2 separate regions of the Rattus norvegicus genome follow, and region 2 is linked to region 1. The links are chromatin contacts, called in public Hi-C maps. All regions are on one chromosome and are shown on one strand. The core of a region is the stretch at or near the end of the contact, and the rest is flanking DNA. Distances in the headings are between cores, read along the strand shown. Region 1 overlaps Irak3 (interleukin-1 receptor-associated kinase 3). Region 2 holds the start of Irak3 (interleukin-1 receptor-associated kinase 3).

The links. Hi-C and Micro-C count contacts between places; a contact is called where the count stands out from the background.
Region 2: a contact with region 1 is called in a Hi-C map of frontal cortex, with 2.3 times the contacts expected there. The contact joins the promoter of Irak3 here to the enhancer-like site in region 1. A contact is called at or near these places in 2 of 12 Hi-C or Micro-C datasets (frontal cortex and liver).

Annotation. Positions count from the first base shown.
Region 1 is chr7:57,549,911-57,553,263 of GRCr8, reverse strand. The region is part of intron 8 of Irak3 (interleukin-1 receptor-associated kinase 3); the gene reads left to right. Among named protein-coding and RNA genes, the nearest start is that of Irak3, 47 kb to the left of the region's middle. Within about 2 kb of position 1,548, at least 6 of the 93 cell types and tissues checked have an H3K27ac peak or open chromatin away from gene starts, as enhancers often do.
Region 2 is chr7:57,596,885-57,600,237 of GRCr8, reverse strand. Irak3 (interleukin-1 receptor-associated kinase 3) reads left to right here and starts at 1,607. Exons shown (of 12, transcript NM_001108101.1): 1 at 1,607-1,878. The coding sequence starts at 1,746.

The DNA of each region.
Region 1 (3,353 bases), core at 299-2,798:
CATCCAACATGGAAATAGGAGGTTAAATTTTTGTCCTGGCTCTGCTGTTTAAGCATTTTTCAAAGAATCAGTCCGAGAAGCAGTGTGCTAGAGCAGCCCTAACAAATCATTGCTGCTGATGGCGAATGGGATGCTTTATCTCAGGCTCTGTCTTGATTAGTAATGACTCCCCAAGTACTGAGGGGAGAAAGAGAATCTTGTCTGAGTGCTTTTGGAACTCGATTAATGATGTCTGTAGGTAATATGGGAGGACGCTGAGCAACATTCGGGTCATGTATTTACCATTCCCACGCTCAGTAATCTAAAACCACTTGAGGGTTCCAAACCCCCTAGAGGAAATGATTATACAAATAGCTGTTTGGTACCTGCTATAGGCTTACCACTATGCTTGTGCAGACAACACCAGGTGGGCTCCACTAAGTACCGAATCACATATTGTAGGTGTCCAATAGTAACTTACACGCAGGAGGCGTGGGCTGGAAAGATATCTCAGCAGTTAAGAGCACTGGCTGCTCTTCTGGAGGCCTTGAGTTCAATTCCCAGCAACCACACATGGTAGCTGATGTCCATCTGTAATGGGATCACACACCCTCTTTTGGTGTGTCTGAAGTGTACTCATATACTCAAAAACAGCAGGAGGCATGCTGGGCTTCAGAGAGGTTCAGCAGAGAGCTTCACGGCAGCAGTGATTCCTGTGGCACATAGAGAATTTGGGGAGGAGGAGGAAGAAGAAGAGGAAGAGGAGGAAGAGGAAGAAGAGGAGGAAGAGGAGGAGGAGGCCTTCTGAGTGGAGCCACACAGAGGTCACCAGAGACAGTCATATGCAGCTTGTCCTATGGCATTGGTAAATACTTATCCGTGAAGGATGATGGCTAGATTGCAGGTGGATTGTGGAGTTCAGTTTCAGATGTCATACAAACTCCTACAGAAACACTTGTTAGTCCTTCATTAACCCTGAGTGTCGGTGTGATCATTATCATTTGTAGTTGAAATGAATTTCTAGGAGAAGAGCTAAGGCTTAGAAAAGCTGGCCACTTGCCGGTCACATGACTCACCTGTCACATGACTTGCCTGTCACATGACCACAGGTGGGAAAGGAAGGTGCCCTTCCATGCCTCTGTATTCCCAACAACCATGCTTACTGGGGAATTTACACGCCTGGGCTTACCAGGGGTGAGTTGGCTTCATCAACAGACCCAGGGATTGAAGAAGAGAAAAGCACCAAGCGTACACATTAAGATATTGATGTCAGACTCTTGTGGAGAGTGACAAGGTCTAGAGATCCACCCTGTCGGTCTGGTTTGTCCTAGCAGAGAGAGATTTCTCTTTCTAAGGAGGAAAATGTCTGGCTTGCAGCTGAGGAACACCCACAGGAGGAAGCAAAGCCCGCATTTAGCCTGGCGGTTCATTTAGCCCAGAAATATCTTAGTAATTTAAACTCTTTAAGAGGATGTTATACAAACAAAACTCACTACCAGATGGTGGGAGTTGAGAAGGAGAGGATCCAAAGAGAGAATCCAGAGTGCAGTCTGCAGCCTTGGCAGAAGACTCACATTTATCTTTAGGAAATGAAGATGTCTTCCAATTACAGGATCTCATTAAAGCATCTGATAGCACTAGGCCTGGCGTGTTCACATTTGCAGATAAATTTAAATTGAAAGGCATTTGAAGCATTTCTCATCCCAGACATTCGTTCCTGCCAATGGCTCCAAATCAGGAAGTTAACCTTCGTGTTTCTGATAGGTCCTGTGTACTCATGTCCTAGGCTGGTCTGGCCATTGGTGTTAGAGGAGGGAAGCAGGAAGCTGCAACAGGGATGCCTGAAGAATGGAAACTAACCAGAGACACAAAATTAGAGTGCAGGGAGAAAGCACACACAGCATTTCTTATGTGCTGGTCTCTAAGTATGGAGGGAGGCTGGTAGGGTGGATAGACAGTTGCAGGTTGGTCCATCGGCCCCAATGACACTCTTCCTTGGAGACTCCGCCTCTTTCTGCCTTTATCCCAGGCCTCTTGGGCAAGTCAGCTGACAGCTGCAGACTTGTGAAGGCTGTGAGTCAGTTTCATGTTTAATACGGTATCTAGGTCTACAGGCGATGAAACAGCTGGACGGATTGATTCTTTAATCTTCCCCTTCATCATTTTAAAACAGCCATCTTTGTGTTCGAGGAGCATCTTAGATATAAATGACTTTCCTCAGATTCTCCTCATGTCTTCCTAGTTCCTTCCTCTTTTATGATCTCTGAATATGTTTATTGTTTTTCTGAAGGGGAGCTAAAACAATTAGATATCACACAAATCCAAAGTTCTCCTAATAATTCTCATTGCCAGCATCTTCTTTAAGTGCTGTGGTGATCTGAATGAGAGATGCCCCCTGTCGTTTTGGGTGTTTGGTCACCCGGTTCCCAGTTAGTGAGGCTGTTTGCAGAGGTTTTTGCTGGAGGAAACTATATGTCACTGGGGATGGGCATTAGACTATATAGCTTCTCCCTACTTCTGGTTTGCTTTCTCTGATTTGTGTTTGTGGTTGAGATGTCATCTCCCAGCTTCCTGCTCCTGCCTCTCTGCCTACTAGAATCTACCATGATAGATAGGCCTCTCTCTGATGATGGCCTCTTATCCCTCTGGAATTTTAGTCCTAAATAAATTCTTCGTTAAGTTGCTTATGGTCACAGTGTTTTGTCAAAATAACATGAAAGTGACTAATACAAGCACTGGCACTCATTAATTTCTATATGCAGATATGTAAATGCAGGTGCAAGAAATACCTCGAGCTTCTTCCTCCCTGTTGTCTGAAATCATCCAGAAATATCACTTTGTCGGCGCCAGCACCGACACGGTACCGAGAATCTACCGAGAATTGGGCGAAAGCCTGTGGGATGAAAGAAGCACACACACACAGGTTATTCGTGTCAAGCCAGAAGAGGAAGAGAGCTTCTGGTTTCTTTATTGACCAAACTATATATCCAAAGAACACCACTTAGCAGGTATCTGTCAAGCACAGTGGGGAACCCTGGCTGAGACTTCGGTAACAAAGGACCGACTATGTGGCCTGAATAAATTAGGGAAATAACCAGGAAGGCCAGCCTAATTCTGACTCAGGTGAGAAGTACCTGGCCAGACTGTTCCCAGTTGGGGACAAAAGGCTTCCACATGCAAGGGCAGGGCTCAGCAGGGGTCAAACCTTGTTGGGGACCCAGAAGGGTCTTGTTCAGGCTGACAACATTCTGTGAATGTAAACTTCTTGTGCCACACGGTGACAAAGCAACCAGGCCCAAATCCAATACAGCTCCCACATCACTTTAGTTAAGTTTGTCTCTGAAAATCATTTGGAACTCCACTGATTGCTTGAA
Region 2 (3,353 bases), core at 358-2,857, 47 kb before region 1:
CCTTCAGTTACAGGGGAAGGGCTGGGATTCAGAGTGCTTTTAAAAGATGAGGCTTATCTAGTGGTCTAGATGGCTCACCTCTAGAGATGAGAAACGTGTTTATTATGGTTTGGACAGGAAGCAATGAAAGTCCATGTTTGAGCACATGGTTGCCAGCTGGTAGTAGTGTTGAGAGGTAAGCAGCTCACACAGCTCACACTGACACTGACTCCACCGATTACATCATTGGAGGCGTGTCCCCAATCTCTTTCTCCTTGCCTCATGCTACATTAGATCTGGTGATGCAAACATTTTGAGTGTTGCTGTTATTATTACGGAGAGGATTTTAAACATCCTCTGACGGCCCATACACTAAAGCTTGGTTGCCAGCCTACATACATTGCTGGTAGGTGATTAAACCTAGTGGATCTAGGGGGACTTAGTGGAAAGAAATCAGATCTCTTGAAGGGAATTTTGGCACCCTGGCCCTGCCCGGCTTCCCCCACCTCTCTCTCTTTTCCTGATACCATGAACCACAAACTCCAACCATGGAGCTTCGCTGTTTGGTTATGAACCAAACAACCTTTGAATCTGTTCTGTGGGGCATTTTGTCAGAAAGCTAACACAATCACACATGGCGATTTCCTATGCAGACATAGGTCTCAGATTGTTTTCTCAGCTCTAGAAAGTCAAAAAGTAACCTACGCCAATCTTCTCTTCCCGCTAATGCTTAGCATAGTGGCACAGGGGTCCTTTTAGGCGTGTAGTCTGATAAAACCATAGTCGTTAGGACGAAGAGACTTCAGAAATTTCGTTCAAACAGTTCTAGTTTACGAGCTTTTACAGTTTTTACGGGAATTCACACAGTGGGTATTGAACGCCCAGGCACCATTGCTGCTGATAGCCAGGGGGCGCTATTCCAAAGAGGGAGATCTGGGGTTTCAAACAGCCGCTGGATTTTCAAGTGGTTGGTTACCACTCCATTTTCCCACCTCCTTTGAAGAACCTCTTCGTCTACTGACGAAACATCCATACGGTTCCCGCGGTGGGTCGTTACAGCGTAAACGGTAGAGTATTTCAGGACACCAGTCAATGTTTCTTAAACTTCGTGTTGCAAGTTCGCTGAAGCACTGGGAGGAAGGAAAAGGAGACTGCAGTAAAACCAAGTGGCACTGTGGCAGAGGTTGCCCTCTGTAGCAAGGACGAGCAGGGTTTTTTTTGCCCTGGTTTGGCCTGTTCGTTGTGGTTTTCTTTTACGTCCATTCTCCCCCCAGTGTGTTCACGTTTTCTTCCGTTTAAATTTACTTGGCAAAAAAACCGTGTTTCTCGGCGAGTACGTATTTCTTTCCTGACCGGACAAAGAAAACTTTAAAAGATGTACCGAAACCCTCTCTGATCCAGTCGTGGCCAGGAGGCCGCCCATCCCAGGGCAGCAGAGGGGTGGCGGCTTTCCCGGATTCCAGCCGCTGCCCCCGCCCTCATTTTCTTGGCTGGTCTCCTGGGTCACGTCCCAAGGCGAGGACTGACAGAACGGTTCATAACAAGAGGACAGGGGAACGGTGCGCTAGAGGCCGGGGCAGCCCAGGTCTCGCAGGGGCATCCCTGGGGAGAGGCTCCCTGCGTCACGTGGGACCCGCCCTGCGACTGCCCGGGCGTGGAGTGTTGCAAGCTCCGGGCAGCCGTCGTGGAGCTGAATTTCCGCGGTTGTGAAAGGAGGTGGCAGCGGCGACGTCTCTGCTTCTCAGCGTGGGGTCCGGGGCTCCGCGATGGCCGGCCCGTGCGGGGCCCGTGGTACGCTGTCGCCACACTCGCTGCTCTTCGACCTGCCGCCCGCGCTGCTGGGCGAGCTGTGCACGATCCTGGATAGCTGCGATGGTCCGCTGGGCTGGCGGGGCCTGGGTGAGTGCAACTCAGACCTGTTTGTCCTCTCCCGCGAGGGACTCAGCTAACCCAGGGACCCACCACTCACTTCCCTTCCCTCTTGACACTGGCGTACTGCCGTATCAAGTTAGGAGACTAGGAAAGTCAGATGTCAAGAAAGCATCCCATGCTGATAAGAGATTCTATCTCCACTCGGTTTGCAGTGTGCACATAAATATGCAAATATTACCGTAGGTAAGGGATGCCTACTGGCTCTACAACCTCTACCCCAGATGTTTTTTTAATATTAAAGCCTTTTTTTTTTTTTTTTAAGAATTAGAGGTGCTGCTCAGTTGCTAGAGTGCTTACCTATGGATGTATGAAGTTGCATGTTCGATTCCCTAGCTGGGAATAAAACAGACCGTGGTAATGCCAGCCATTGAGAGGTAAAAGTAGGAGGGTCAGATATTCAAGGTCATCCTCTCCTTGTAGAGAGTTCTAAGCTGACTTGGGCAAGATGAGACCCCTATCTCAAACAAAAACAAAAACAAAAACCCAAAACCAAACAAACAAACAAACCCCCAGCAAACTTTATTTATTCATGTTCGAACTTTCAGATATCTATTCTTTGGCGTTTTAGTGTGTGTCCCACATTCCTGTGGCATCTAAAGGGCAACTTGCAGAAATCAGTTCTCTGCTTCCACCACAGGATCCTGGGACAGAACTCAGGTTGTCAGGCATGCTTAATGCACTTCGGTGTTTCCACTAAGTCTCCAACAATCTACAAGGGAACTATTACTGTTTGCTATGGATGTGATCCCCACTTCTCTTTATTATACATATCTTGCTAATTTGCCAAATCGACTGCAGTGAAATTATAAAGAAAGCCTCTTTATATTAATTTAGAAAGTTATCTTTAAAAATGCACTTTATGCAGATTTGGTAAACTGAGCAGCTACATAATTGTAAAGTGGTGACAAGCCAACAAAAAAGCTCAGGCCAAAGTCTTTGCTTTGTTAGATGTAAGTGTTCTCTTTGGGATTAGATGACCACTCATGTTGTCACAGTAAATGTTAATTGAAAGTAAACATGAGTATTATTAAGCTTTTTTATCTGAAGTCGTGATTTTTTTTTCTCCTTTGTGGTTGATAAACAATATGCCTACAATTTCTGAAACTGTAACCGTTATGTAGAAATGGTTTGGGGAATGGGCTAAGAGTTATTGTTCAGTAGTAGACTGCTTTCTTCAAACCAGAAAGTCCTTGGCTCCATTCCTGGCATGGAAACAATGTATTCAGTGAACATCTCAGAAAAGGATTCTGAACTCTGGTTTTAGGAAGACAAAGCTATTTGCAGCCTACATCTGAGAGATCAGATCCTCCTTGCCCCCCAATCAGATTTTTCCCTATTTGAGCTAGATCATGGCACAGTGAGTATTTGTGTCTAGAGACTTACTAAGATTACTGCATTTTCAAAAACGAAATAGTTTGGTCCAATGCTCAAGTGCGGATGGG